2 separate regions of the Mus musculus genome follow, and region 1 is linked to region 2. Evidence: chromatin contacts called from public ChIA-PET data. All regions are on one chromosome and are shown on one strand. The core of a region is the stretch at or near the end of the contact, and the rest is flanking DNA. Distances in the headings are between cores, read along the strand shown. Region 1 holds the start of Ap3m1 (adaptor-related protein complex 3, mu 1 subunit). Region 2 has its middle 15 kb from the start of Gm30108.

Region 1 (7,296 bases), core at 793-3,292, 240 kb after region 2:
TATTTGAGTGTGGGTTTGTGCATGTAAATGCAGGTCCATGAGGACCAGGAGCGGACAGTGGATCCCTTAAAGCTGGAGATACAGGGGGTGGGATTAAAACCATCTACTGCTTCGGCCGAGGACCAGAGTTCAGTTCCTAGCACCCATCTCAGGCAGCTCACAACCCAAGTTTTTTAAACTTTAATTTTGTATGTATTTCTGTTTGTATATGTCATGTGAGTGCAGGTACTTGCAGAGGCCAGAAAAGTACATCAGATTCCCTGGAGTTATTGGTTGTTAAGACCTGAACTTGGGTTCTCTGCAGCATCTCCCACACAAATTAGAAAAAAAAAAAAAACCCCAAAACACATGCCTACTTAAAATATATCTATGTCTTATGCATTAAAAGGGGGTTAACTTTTCTGATTCGCAAGTAGTTTTGTTTTTTTTCTTTAAGTTTTTATTGTATTTGTATGGGTGCTCTGTCTGCATATGTATCTGTACACTGAGTGTGCAGTGCCCAAGAAGGCCAGTAGGGGGAGTAGGATCCCCGTGGGACTGGAGTTACAGACAGTTGTCAGCCACTGTGTGAGGGCCAGGAATTGAACCTGGTTCATCAAAAGTGCATCTAGTGCTCTTAACTGACAAGCCATCTCTCCAGCTCCAAGACTTTTTTTTTTAAATCTATACCGAGAATATATGATTGTCATATTTGATGTGATGGGTGATGTTGGTTAAAGTAATTTTAGTGATAACTCAGTAGGATGTTGGCAACGGCATAGCAGTGTGGTTCTTAGCTAAAAGCAGCAAGTAGGTAAAACAAAGATAAGGAGACTGAGATGGCTCATCAAAAAAGGTGTCTGCTAGCAAGCCTAAGGACCTGAGTTTGAGCACTAAGACCCTCATGGTGGAAGGAGAGAATTGTGGCCCAGAAGTTGGTCTCTGAATTCTACATGTATATTGTGGCATGCAACACACATACAACAAACAAATAAATGTAAAAAAAAAATGTTTAAAAACCAGGAAGACACTGAGAAACAGACGATAATAGCAGTGGGACTCTCTCAAAAGGGGGGCACGTTTTCTTCTTTCAATACAGAGGAAGGATTTATATATTTGCCTGCAGAAAATTCCTTTTCTTCTGTGTAATGTGTTTTCAAGTCAAAATCCCAAATGCCACCAAAAAAAAAAAAAAAAAATTCTTTCCCCGCGAGAACGCCGGATTTTTACAGTGACTCAACTTCTCAACTAGGAAGTTAAAGCTTCAATATCAAACAAATCCACTGCATCCAATCAGCCCACCCCTCATTATGTTTCCATTCTCCAGGCCACCTTCTTAGTTTACAGCCCTGTCACCTGTCTCCTGAGAAGCTGCAACACCCTACTCACTGTTTCCCCATCCCAGGCCAGCTCACGCAGGCGCCACCCTATAAAGAGAGCGTTCTTAGCTTCTTCAGGGGACTTGCCCTCCAAGGCCAAACCTGGGGTCCTACAAATTCAAGTCGTCGGTACTGCACCTCACTATAGATGACATTTCCCGTGCCTGGGGTCCAGGGTCCGAGAACCCTACGTGGCAGGTGCACCGCTCCCTTCCGGCCCAGCTGGCTAGAAAGCCCGGACGTGCCGGGCAGGCGCGGCCCCGGTGCACAGCAGCGGGGACGCTCCTGGAGCCCAGGCTAGAGTCCCGAGCCGGAGCTATGCGGTCTACTCCCCGGCTTTGGAGAGGTCTCCAGCCCGGAGACTCCCCGCCCTCACACTCACCCCGACACCTGGGCGACTCAGTGATTCGGTGCCGGGTCCTCTCTGCACCGCAGCTGAAGCAGCAGAGAATGCCGCGAGGACCCCGCGCTCGGAGTGCCCAGCAGATTGCCTGACTAGCAGCCGCAGAGGCACCAAGGAGGTCGGCTGGACTAGATAGACACAACGAGCGGAACGGCGTTCAGTGAGAGGCTCGGTGTCTACAGAGGTTGAAGATCTGACTCTTCCACATTACTCAGGGGCTGAAGGAACGGGGAGGTTGGCACTCCCTGAGCGCAGGCGCTCACCCGCAGCCTAACTCCGTTTGGGGTCCCTTACCGTAGTAATCGAGGTCCTGTAGGGAAGCGCGTAGAGCCAATGGTTATGGACTAGAGTCACGGATTGGGCGGAGCTTGGAGAGGCGGGGCTTAGTGGAAAGGGGGCGGTGACGAGCTGAGGGGCGGGGCCACCGGACTGAGGGGCGGGACGCGCGGCAGAGCCAAACTACGGTGAGAGTGTGAAGATGGCAGCTGCGGACGAGCCCAAGCCCAAAAAGCTCAAGGTGGAAGCGCCACAAGCGCTGAGGTGAGAGCTGCCCTACGTGGGGGAGGAGGGAGATGGCACTCGCAGTGAGCCAAGGCCCACGTGGGCTGGCGCAGCTGGTTGGTGGCTGCGTTCGTGGGGCCAACGCGCTGGACCTGCAGCTCGGGGAGTTGCCCGCGTAGCTGCTGTTCCCCTCAGTGCCCTCTTGTTCTGGACTCTGCTCAGGTGCATTCTCGGCCCTGGCAGCCACTGACCAATCAGAGCTGCTGGCCCGGGGGCCGAGCCTTCCTCTGGCGCCACGTGCTTGTCTTCGCGGGCCGCGCTAGCGCGACCCCAAAGGACCTATCTGGAGCTGCATCCTTTCCTAGGGTATTTAGCGGGAAGGCGCCCGGCGCCTCCTGGACCCTGGTAAAAGATAACATTCTTGGAATTCTTCAGAAGGCGTTGCAGAAGAGCGTTTTGAGTTTTCCGTCAGCTTTCTGAAATCATCTTTGGAGACCCCCTTCATGGGACCCCCAAGCAACCTCAGGCTTAGGTTAGGAAAGTTTTTGTTTGTTTTTCTTTTTTTCCCCTTTGCATATTTGGCAGGAGCGGAGAGCTCTCTCTCCCAACACCTGACGCACAATTGATGTTGCAACTTTCATTTACAAAAAGCCGTTCGTTTTTTTAAAAAAAATTTCTTCCTAATAAGTATAAAGTCCAGCGCGCTCAGTGTCTGATGACTTTGAAGTGCTCATTGGAAGGCAGTGATTTTGCTACCTAAAAATAGACGCATCAAACTGATTTAAAACCGTGGGCCTGTTACTGATTATACAAGGCAAATTCCATTTATTTCAACATATTTTTTCCATGTTCAAAAGGAGAATTGATTCACAACTGAAAAGGAAAGTTGGGGGGTCCCAAATCATGTTCTTGGTGGAATGGGTCTGAGCAGGTCCCTTTTAGTGGGTTTATTTAGTGCCTATTATTCTTAGAAGGTTATTGTGCATGTCTAATACCACAAACGTAAAACATTAAAAAAAAAACAACCAAAAAACTGAGGATGTTTTATTTTAAATTTTAGATTATCTGGGTCAGTGAGATGGCTCAGCAGATAAGGGCATTTGCTGCCAAGTCGGATGACCTGAGTTCAGTCAGACTCCAGGACACACGTGGTGGACGGAGTGAACCTATTCTGTTCTTCTGTTGTCCTCTGGCCCCGCCCACTGAATAAACGCATACTGTCTCCTTAGATTTTCTTTTAATAAAAATGATACTTTATATATTATGATGATCCATTTTAACAGTGCTTACCATCTGAAGTAACGGTATAAAGAAGCCTCCATGAAAGAAATGCAGGGATTAACCTTATTTTACAGGTGAGGATATTGAAGCTCAAAGAAAACATTTAAGAAAGGAAAATTCGAACCCTGGGCATCAGGATTCAAGTTTATTATTTGGTTCTAGTGTGTTTACACAACATCCAAGACATGCTTCTATTCGAGTATGCATTTTTAAAAATGATCCATGGTAATGATTAATACTTAGATATGTATATGCCAGGTGCTGTTTCTGCATTCTACGTATTTTAACTCAAATCCAAACCAACCTGATAAGACCATTTCTATAATTATCTCAATTTTACCAAAAATGAAGAGCCATATACATATCTGTCTATTTAAAATTGTAGATAATTTAGAGGAATAAAATTCACTTTCCATAATGCTAACCTATTGCTTTCTGCACAGGTGAAGTTAAAAGATTTTGACTGTATGGATTCTTTAATTTTATGCAGAGACCTTTGAGTAGACTGTTCCTCCCTTTGTTAGTTAGGATTGCTGAATGATAATGCATTTCGGCTGAATTGCTCTATGATTTTCCTGGCAGTTAAGAGATTTCTACCAATTTTGTTTAACTGTGAGAGAAAACAGCATAAATTGTAGGCACAGTTTAATGTATAGAATTCGTCAGTGGAGAACATATAAATTAGTAAAAAGCATTTATAGATATTAGGAAAAGAATTTAGGAATTTGTGAGTTGTCAGTTATCTTTAGGAAAATAGTTCTTATTTTTATTTATGTGTATGTGTGTGTGTTTGTGTGAATGTGTGTCACATGTATGCCAGAAGAGGGCTTTGTATGCCCTGGATCTAGAGTTGAAGAGAATCAGTTATGAGCCATCTGACGTGGGTGCTGGGAGCCCAATCAGCTCTTCTGAAAGAGCAGTTTGCTCTTAACCATTGAGCCATCCTTCCAGCCTAGGAAGTGATTTTTAACTTGGGGAATTTTATCTTAGACGAAACATTTAGCAAAACTTGGTGATAATTTTGGTGGAGTAGGGGAGTGGAGTAAAGTTTAAAGATGCTGGTGAGATGGCTCAGAGAGGAAAAGTGCTTGCTGCCAAGCCTAATGACCTGTGTTAATCCAGATCCAGGACCCATGTGGTGCTTTCAATAGGAATGGTCCTCATGGACTTACCTGTTTGAATGCTAGGCCCATAATAAGTAGTGCTGTTAGGAGGTATGGCCTTGTTGGAGTAGGTGTGGCTTTATTGGAGGAAGTGTGTCACTATGGCTTTCAGGTCTCACTATGCTCAAGCTAGGCATAGTGCAATAAGGATTCTTCTGTCATCTATGGATCAAGAATCGGACTCTCAGCTCCTTCAGCACTGTGCCCACCTGTACACCATCATGCTTCCCACCATGAGGATAATGGACTAAATCTCCGAAACCCAGCCCCAATTAAATGTTTCCTTTATAAGAGTTGCTGTCCTCAGCCGGACATGGTGGCGCATGCCTTTAATCCCAGCACTTGGGAGGCAGAGGCAGGCGGATTTCTACAAAGTGAGTTTCAGGACAGCCAGAGCTATACAGAGAAACCCTGTCTCGAAAAACCAAAAAAAAAAAAAAAAGTTGCCGTCCTCATGCTGTCTCTTCACAGCAATGAACCCTTACTAAGACAGCCCGTTTGGTATGCACTTATACACGCACACAGACAATAAACAAACAACTAAATGTGATTTAAAACAAGCGAAAAGCTGGCATGGTGGCCCATGTCTTTAATCCCTGCAGTTTGGACGCAGAGGCAGAGGCAGGCTCGGGTCAACCAAGGTTATATAGTGAGTCCCTTTGTAAACCACAACATCTGACAGCTGTAGAGATTTCCTTGTTTGGTCTCCCATCATGATGCTCCGACCAATGCATAATGGTGTTTCTGGGCATCTTATCAGTACAGAAGAAATCCCTCTGTGATCGAGATTGTCAGGCTAAAACTGTCAGGATTGTTGAGAGTGAGAAACTGCTTTGGGAGGCCCATCTGACAAGAGTTTTTCCTTTCTTATTCTTTACCATTTGTTAAGCTGCTTGCTTTTCAGGGCCTGGAAGTTGCTAAGATTTCAAAGAATCAGATTGTAACATGTTTTCATTTGAGGAGAAAGAAACTGAGTATCAGACATTTACACAAGGACTACTCAATTTTCTTTTCTCTGCTTTGGAAATCTTAGCCAAGCTCACTGCCTCAGGGGTCACCTCTAAGAAGACACAGCATCTTCCAAGTAGTGTTGAACACATGCCCAGTCTGTTCTTTCGGTCTGTCTTTCAAGTGTGTGCTATTTCAGGCACTGTGCTAGGAACTGAGTATGGAGAAAGAAAAAGGTAAGATCCAGGTGCTAGTCTACTCCTGTGAACTAAGCGGAACTTGTGAAAAATACAAGGTGATCATTATTAACCTGACTAGAAGCTAACTAGGTGGGAAGTAAGGAGTTTGCCTTTACAGGGAAATTATTCTGAAGGCGGGGCCTCTTAGGATGGGAGATATAACTCAGCCTGACTGGAGTAGAAGGTAATAAGTGTCTAGGCTTCATTTGGGGCATTTTTTATTTTATTTTATTATTATTATTATTATTATTATTTTTGGTTTTTTGAGACAGGGTTTCTCTGTATAGCCCTGGCTGTCCTGGAACTCACTCTGTAGACCAGGCTGGCCTCGAACTCAGAAATCCGCCTGCCTCTGCCTCCAGAGAGCTGGGATTAAAGGTGTGTGCCACCACGGCCGGCAATTTTGGGCATTTTCACGTGTGAGATCTTTGTATTCTCAGGTCTCACAATCTCAGGTCTCCCAGGCTGACTTTGACCTTGATTTGGAACCAAGGATGACCTTGAACTTCTAGTCTTTTTGCTTTCACCTCGCCAGTGCTGGGATTTCCAGGCTGCCATCACACAGTCTTCAGAAGCCAGGTTTAACTGTTGAGTTTCTCTAAGTGACTTGCTGATCTTTAAGATCACATATATGCAAGTGAGTCCATCTCTTGTCCTAAATCCTGGCCTTCAGCAGTTGTCCCCACATTAGTTAGTAGCACTACTAATCTCCTGTTGTCTGAAGTTTAGACTTTACCCTGGCTTAGATTTCTTCTTAGCTTTCTAAGTAGATTCTATGTCTCCAATTTCAAGTTCTGCCTTACCTACTGTAGACACAGCTCTACTTGATCATTAGAGTAAATACTTGTAAGCTATGAATTTGGTATTAGGAAAGATTGAGTCCCAAGAGCCAGTTATCGTGATTCCTTCTGATCTAAATGATTAAAGATTGTTCAGAGGGTATGGGGAAGGATGGTTCAGTTGGTAAAACATTTATCTTGTAAGCAGGGGCATCTGGGTTTGATACCAGAGCACATATAGATGCCAAGTATAGTGGTGCAGTCTACTGGAAAGCAGCACAGGGAAGGTGAGGACACAGTTTGTAGGCTGATTGGCAAGCTGTAGGCCAATGAGAAACTGTCAAAGGGGGCTGGCTACATTCCCAAGAATGATACCTAAGGTTGTCTTCTGTACTCTATAGGTTCAGTGAACACACGTGTGTGCATCACGTGGGGTCATGTCTTTTGGTATTACTTGCAAGGAAGCGGCCAGCCATTTCTAGTCAGCAAACACTGAGCTTCCACACACACTGGGTTCTAAGCATTTCACTTACATACTCTATTTTTCTTTTCCTCAGTCCCTTATGTCACAGTACATCCTGTGTCTTAAAATTGCATCATAACCCAAAACAAGTCACAGGTAAT
Region 2 (7,435 bases), core at 4,502-7,001:
AACTCCATATTGCTTGAGGTCACCAGCAGACAGCAAGAGCCTGGCCCTATTCTCTAAGTTCCCATTTTCCTGCAAAGATGGCACTGCTCTAGGCCACTCAGTGATTCAGGCCTGTTCGTACCACTTTTAAAAGACTGTAACCTTGGGCAAGTCACTTACTCTGATGAGACTAAGATTCTTCATTTTTCAGATGGATGAACAATAACTGCCTGCCTCATAGGGCTGCAGCAAGGATCCCATGAGATAATGTCTACAAAAGCACCCTGTGTCGTTATAAAGCACATTTCCAATAAGGTATCGTTATTGACATGATTGACCCTGACACAGGGATTGTAGCCTCTGAACCCTGAACCATGGAGTCCTCTTTGATTTTTTTTTTTTTTTTCTTTTTCAAGATGCTCTGAAGCAAGTGTTGAAATCCCAGTTCAGTCCTGGGTTCAGAAGCCTTGGCCAAGGCAGCTTCTTGGTGCTGCCATGCCCAAGGGCCGCTCCGAGCTGCTATCCCCAACTCCAGCTTTGCTAAACTGGTTCTTTCTCTTTAGTCAGACTCCGGCAGCCAGTGTGCCTGCAGTGATGACAAAGGAACCTAAATAGCGCACGCTCTGCAAACACTGCGGGCTTGGGCAGAGTGCGTGGCCTGTTACCCATAGGCCTGCCTGTCACCCATAGGCCTGTCTGGGCACCCCAGGCAGGTGCAGCCCTGCACCCTCAGGGTCTTGTCTGCCTTGCCTTTTGCAGTTCTAGGATGACAATATCTCCTGTCAGCACTATGGGTGGCGAACTGGATGACTACCTAGAAAGCTGTTTGGCTAAAAGCACCACTGAAGGGAGATTACTGTCCCTTCTACCAGCCTGGTCCCCTTGCTCCCTTGGGCCCCCTCTTTGTGCCAAGAGGCCAAGTTAGCCTTGCTAAGAGCATGGGGAGCTGCTGCCGTGGCCTTGTTGGAAGCGCTGGCACGCGTACCAGGAAAGTGTAATTCTGAGGACCCAGCAGCCAGCTGGTCCTGGCATGTCACGGTGGCTACAGAACCAGTTTGGCATGTAGCTATTTGGGTGCCTCCCTGTGGGTCATTGTGCCTGAGATTTCCCAAGGGACTTCGTATGACTTACTTAGGGAGGAATGGTGTCTGCTGTGGCTAGATTGATAGAAAAAAGTCTGCAGCTGGGGCTATAGGAAGGAACCACCATTCTGGTGGCAGATGACTTCACTTTGAGTTCTGCTCTCAGTCCCCTTATTCCAGCAGGCATTTCCAGGCAGCGTGAGTCTTATCCTCAGGACATTCTCACCCAAAAATTACCCCCGGTACACATGGTGCACATGGTACACATGATACATATGGTGCACATGATATACATGGTACACATGATATACATGGTACATATGGTGCACATGGTGCGCATGGTACACATGATACATATGGTGCACATGATATACATGGTACATGTGGTATACATGGTGCACATGATATACATGGTACACATGATATACATGGTACATATGGTGCACATGGTACACATGATATACATGGTACACATGGTGCACATGGTGCACATGATATACATGGTGCACATGATACATATGATATACATGGTACACATGATATACATGGTACACGTGATATACATGGTACATGTGGTGCACATGGTGCGCATGTTCCTTCCTGGGAGTAGGGGCAGTGCTGTAAGAAAGACTGATTTAGTTTAGATCAGAATCCTGACTGATGGCCCCTTCCTTCCTTCCTTCCTTCCTTCCTTCCTTCCTTCCTTCCTTCCTTCCTTCCTTCCTCCCTCCCTCCCTCCCCTTCCCTCCCTTTTTCTCCTTCTCCTTCTCCTTCTCCTTCTCCTTCTTTTTCTCCTTCTCCTTCTCCCTCTCCTCCTCTCTTTGTCTGCTTTTGTTTTTGTTTTTCAAGATAGGGTTTCTTTGTGCAATGGCCCTGCCTGTCCTGGAGCTTTCTTTGTAGGCCAGGTTGGCCTCAAACTCACAGAGATCTGGCTGTGACTGCCTCCCAAACACTGGGATGAAAGGCATGCACCACCATGCCTGGCAATCACATGAACACTTTTTAACTCGGGAGTTTAACTTAAAAGCCAAACAAACAAGCAAACCCAGATTTCAGGCTGCTGAGATGGCTCAGTGGGCTAAGGCATTCCCACCAAACATCTAAGTTTGATTCCCAGAGGACCTAGGCATGGTGGTGCGTGGATATGCCAGCACTTAGGAAGCTGAAGCAGGAGGATTGCATGATTAAGTCTAGCCTGGGCAATTTAGCAAATCTGATGACTAAAACAAAACAACAACAACAACAATACAGTAAAAAAAGATCAGGGATATTAGCTCAAAGTTAGTGAATTTGCCTGGTACCTGTGAGACCCAGGGCTCAATTCCACTTGGCTATAAGTAGGAGTTGAGTAGAAGTTGCCTCGTGAGACAAGTTGCCCTCCATTTCGCTCTTCCGCACTTCCCTCCCTGCATTGTCTGCATCAGCACTGTGGTTCTTGCAGATGTGACTGCTGGCTCACATATACGCTTGGTACTTTATAAGACAAATGAGCCCCACTTTCAAACAATTTGTTTTTGTTCTGCATATTCCAAATAGAACAGATTGACCCTTCCTGCTTCTCTAGCCCGATACCCTGAACTCTTGACACTCAGATTGCTTTATCATCATGCTGTTACATTAAATTCAGATTTTGACATTTATGGCTCCAGAATCATACCCAAAGTATAAAGAAAAATACATTTTCTCCTTTGTGTCTTCAGGGACTCATGTCCCAGGACAGCCAGGGCTATACAGAGAAACCCTGTCTCAAAAAACAAAAAACAAAAAAACAAAAAACAAAAACAAAAAAACCCCCAAACAACAATAACAAAAAAAAAAAAAAAACCAAAAGAAAAAAAGAAACTCTCTATCCTTCTGGCTCAGCCAGAAGTGTGAGGATTGTGTAAGGATTGTGTAAGGATAGTGTAAGGACCGTCGGTATGCATATTACATGTTCAGCTGTCCAAGTATGTTAAAATATTTAAAAATAATTCTGGAAAGAAAAAGGAAATAGTTTTCTAATATTTTTGTTATTAGTTTTTCTTTTGCTTTGCTTTTTGAGTCAAGGTCCCCTGTTTGAAGTCTTTCTGTGGCCAAAGATGACCTTGAACCCCTGAATTTCCTGTTTCCATCTTCCCTGGGCAGGGACTACAGGCTTGTGTCACCATACATGGCTTAATTTTACAACATTTCTCTTGAACTGATTTTAAAATTTACCATCACTCCCACAAATACATATAAACACAGCTGGGAACTCATCTTATTGTCTGTCCAACAGGGCAAGCAACACACTTCTTTCTTAGCTGGGGTGACACCATTTTGCAAAGCACTTCCATTTTGGTTGAACTTTGACAGTTACAGAAACTAAAGCAATTCCCCAAACCTAGCAAAGTACCAGACATAACGGAGTGCATAGTAAGTACTTAATGACTACTAAGTACTTGGATGGGAAGATGGATGATGATGGATGAAGGATGGTGATGAATATAGTGGGCATGATCAAAGCTATAAGGACCAGATTTGTGCAAGATGCTGACAGCCATCCTAACTTAGTTATCTCCCAGAGTGGGGGAGGCAAATGAAGGAGAAGAGGCAATGAAACTGTTCTTTGAAGGCCCTATTCTTGTAAAGATCTCTTAAAATGTGTTAAACCCCACGTTCTCTTTTTCTTCTAACCAAGATCACTGGATTGGAGCCTTCCCTGGAGAAGGACAGCTGTTTCTGAGTCACTTCAGGAAACTGCTCTTTTGCCTCAGGCCTCAGACAGTGCTGCATCTCAGCTTGAGTTTCTATCCCAGAACAAAGCCTAACCCAACCCCTACATGACCTTGCTGCTGATAACCCTCTGTTCTCACCCAAAACTTCAACTCAACTCCCAACCTTGAGTTTGACCACCACGGCTGGAACTCGCTCTATAGGGAACTCAGAGATTTGCTTGCCTCTCCCTCTTGCATGATGGGATTAAAGGTGTGCGCACCATGTACGGCTTGGGTCCCATCTTGACTTAGCCTTGTCTTACCTAACCCAGGTACATCTTTGTTTCTGATGCTGAAGAATCTCAACTAAGTGTTAGCCAGGGTGACACCATTTTGTAAAGGTGGACAGTGAGAGTTATGGAAGCTAAGACCATTTGATTTCCAGAATTTAAGTAACTTGTTTCTCTAGATTCTTTGAGACCCAGTACTGGCCATCCAAGAGAGAGGTTATCCACCATCTGGCAGTGTGGAATTTACCACTTCCTGTTAAAGAAAAAAACCAACTGAGGGCTAAACCAGAAAGATTTTAACCTCTTTCTCACCCTTCCTTTCCTGTGAAAGATGTAATAAGAGACTGCCACTCTGTCATGTGGGTCTAGCCTCTCCTCAGAGAACCTGTCATGTTACTGTCTGCCTGTCTATCTGTGGCTGCAATAACTCTTCTAATAGAACTCTTAACCCAAAAGAAAAATCTGCCTCAATGGCTACTTTGAACTCCAAACTTAAAAACTTTGATTAATTTGTGTTTGTTTCCTTCCTTCATTTGTGTAGAGACAGGAGCACATGTACATATTCCAGGCTGGCCTCAAACTCACTTACAGTGTAGCCAAGGATGCCCCCAAACTTCTGATCCTCCTGCTCCTACCTCCTAAGTGCCGGGATTACAGGCTTATATCCTCATGTTTATTTTTATGTTGTGAATGCCATTGAACCAGAGTGATTCATGCATGCCTGCTGAGCTCTCTGCTAAGTATATCCCTAGTCCAGCTATAGAGCATTTCCATGTGTAATCTCACTTACCACTTAAAACTATATAATCACCCCCATTCTACATGTGAGATAATAAAACTTATTGTAAAATATGTTATTCAATTCCAGAGTCCTTGAACTCACCCTGTAGACTAGGCTGGCGATCAACTCACAGAGATCTGCCTGCCTCTGCCTCTGCCTCTGCCTCCGCCTCTGCCTTGTTTCTGGAGTGCGGGGATTAAAGCCATGCACCACCACTGCCTGGCTCTCTTCAACTTTTGCAGGGAAACAGAATGAGGTGACAGGAAGCAGCTAAGGGTCTGGATCTTTATCCAGCTATGTTCTCCGCCAAGCATGGTCACACACACTTATAATTCCATCACTCAGGTAACAAAGGCAGGGAGATTGCTGCAAGTTTGAGAGTAATTTGGTAGCCTGGTTACATAGTGAAATCCTGTCTCTCCCCCCCCACACACACACACACATACACTCTCACGCACATGCATACACACACACACACACACTGAAGTAAATAAATATGTGAAAAAAGTTAAGTGATAAGGCTGAGGACATAGCTCAGTTGGCAGAGTTCATGCTCAGCAATCAGGAAATCCATAGTTCAGCCACCATCTTCTCAGATATGGGGTACTGTGACACGTGCTTACAACCCAGCACTTGGAAAATGGAGGCAGGAGGATAGAAATGAAAGAGCCACCTCAGCTATGTGTAGAGTTTGGGGCCAGTCTGGTCAAAGACGCTGTCTTAAAAATAAAAAGGAAATGCGGCAGAGTGTAGAGAAAGGAGAAGAGGCGGGGCTTGCAGTCTGACTTGCAGGTGAGACTTAAGATGGATATTTTCTTTCACAGGCACGAGAATTTCCATTCTTAGCACTCAGAGGACATGTGATGGGACACTTGTAGGACCTTAAGCCACTGCGCAGTGGTCAGCCCACGGTTGCCTTCCTGTCTGCCTTTAAAGCCGGCAGACACCACAGTGAGTCAGTCCTACCAACGCTTGACTCATTTTTGACCTAAATTTGGTGATCAAACACAATACTCCAGAATTTGGCATTGTGGCTTAAAAGTATGGTGGGAACATGGTTGGAGAGAGAGAGAGAGTTAGAGAGAGAGAGAGAGAGAAAGAGAGAGAGAGAGAGAGAGTGTGTGTGTGTGTGTGTGTGTGTTTGATATTCACACATTAGGGGTGAGGATGGCGGAAGTTGAGACAGGATTTCACTATATAACCAGGCTACCAGATTTGTCTCAAACTTGAAGCAATCCACCTGCCTTTCTTACCTGAGTGATGAAAATACAGGTGTGTGCCACCATGCTTGTCTGGGAACATAGCTGGAAAAGGATCCAGACCCCTAGCTGCTTCCTGTCACCTCATTCTCTTTCCTTGCAAAAGTTGACAAGAACGACATTGCCATTTAAGTTAGCAAGAGAACTGGAGTGTAACTCGCTCAGTAGAGTTGCTCAACACCAAATATCCCAATATCTTGTAAACGGGGTGTCGGTTTGTAATCCCAGCACTTTGAAGGTAGAAACAAGAAAGAAGAGTGTCAGAACAGCCTCAACCACACAGCACGCTCCAGGCTAGCCTAGCATTCTTGAGATCCTGCCTCTAAATTAACCAATCAATCAACTAATTGTCAGAAACACTTGGATTTAACCTCTGAGTCACCTCTCTCTTGCTGTGCAACCTTGGTCACGCCCCCTGGCCTCTATCACTGTGTGGTTCCCTATCTATAAATCAGAGCTACAAACTCCCAGCACTGTGTGCGATTTAGTAACACAAGAAGAACTTAGCAGTATGGATGCCCAAGAAAAAGTCTGAAAATTAAAGTTATTTTATTTCATTTTGCCATGCTTCCATCTGAACTTAGGGGCTCAAACTCATGAGGCAAGCACTCTGCCACCAAGAAGCACACACACACCCTCTATTTGGAGGTCAGAGGACCCATTGCAATAGTCAGTTCTCTCCTTCCACCCTGTGGGGCCAGGGGATCAAACTCAGGTCATTATACTTGGTACCCTTACCATCTTGCCAGCCCCTCAGCCTTATCTCTTTACAGACCTTCATTTGGGTCAACTTCTTTGTCTTTTATACCTGACCTCATACTTTATCCCTTTGTATTCGGGACAGGTTTCTTGGTCTTCATCCTAAGTTATGTTTCTGTGTCTTTGCTGATGGTTTCTCGTGTCCCGAATCCTTACATCTCATTCTCAGAGCCCAGTGGATTCTCCTGTTGTGGACTTTTATTTATTTGTGGCTTTTTTGATGGTAGAATAATATGTAACTTGAATCTTGTTTGTTTGTTTATACTGTAGTAGGACATAAAAACAACAAAAAGTTTCTTTTTCTCCAGATGGTGTGGCTCAACACTTAGGAGACTGAGCCAGGAGGTATGGTGAATTAGAGGCCAGCCTGGAGTGCTCTATGAGATCATCTGAAACTACTTTATTAACCTTTAAACCATTTTAAAAATGTTATCCCATTTTAAAATATAATCCTTTGAGGGCTATGGGGCAACATGGCACTGCATGTGTGGAGGTCAGAGAATAACTTTTGGGAGTCAGCTCTCTCTTTCTAGCCTGTGGGTCCCGGGCATTATACTCAGGCATGGTAGCAAGTGCCTCTACCTGCTGAGCCATTTCACTGGCCCCCTTT

The links. ChIA-PET counts read pairs in DNA pulled down with a chosen protein or histone mark.
Region 1: an RNA polymerase II ChIA-PET map of memory CD8 T cells shows a contact between it and region 2, with 23 read pairs. The contact joins the promoter of Ap3m1 here to the enhancer-like site in region 2. A contact is called at or near these places in 1 of 39 promoter capture datasets (the 3T3-L1 cell line), 4 of 15 datasets of contacts at CTCF or cohesin (the G1E-ER4 cell line, embryonic stem cells, large pre-B cells and 1 more), 2 of 484 Hi-C or Micro-C datasets (embryonic stem cells and muscle stem cells), 7 of 115 datasets of contacts at active chromatin or transcription factors (the 230-238 cell line, DN3 thymocytes, astrocytes and 3 more) and 3 of 9 other capture datasets (adipose tissue, liver and pancreatic islet).

What each region holds. Positions count from the first base shown.
Region 1 is chr14:21,050,400-21,057,695 of GRCm38.p6, forward strand. Ap3m1 (adaptor-related protein complex 3, mu 1 subunit) reads right to left here and starts at 2,043. Exons shown (of 9, transcript NM_018829.4): 1 at 1,741-2,043. Adk (adenosine kinase) reads left to right here and starts at 2,175. Exons shown (of 11, transcript NM_134079.4): 1 at 2,175-2,301. The coding sequence starts at 2,240.
Region 2 is chr14:20,805,725-20,813,159 of GRCm38.p6, forward strand. No RefSeq gene overlaps it. Among named protein-coding and RNA genes, the nearest start is that of Gm30108, 15 kb to the left of the region's middle. Within about 2 kb of position 5,752, at least 41 of the 459 cell types and tissues checked have an H3K27ac peak or open chromatin away from gene starts, as enhancers often do. A contact at or near this core is called in memory CD8 T cells, where this site is marked.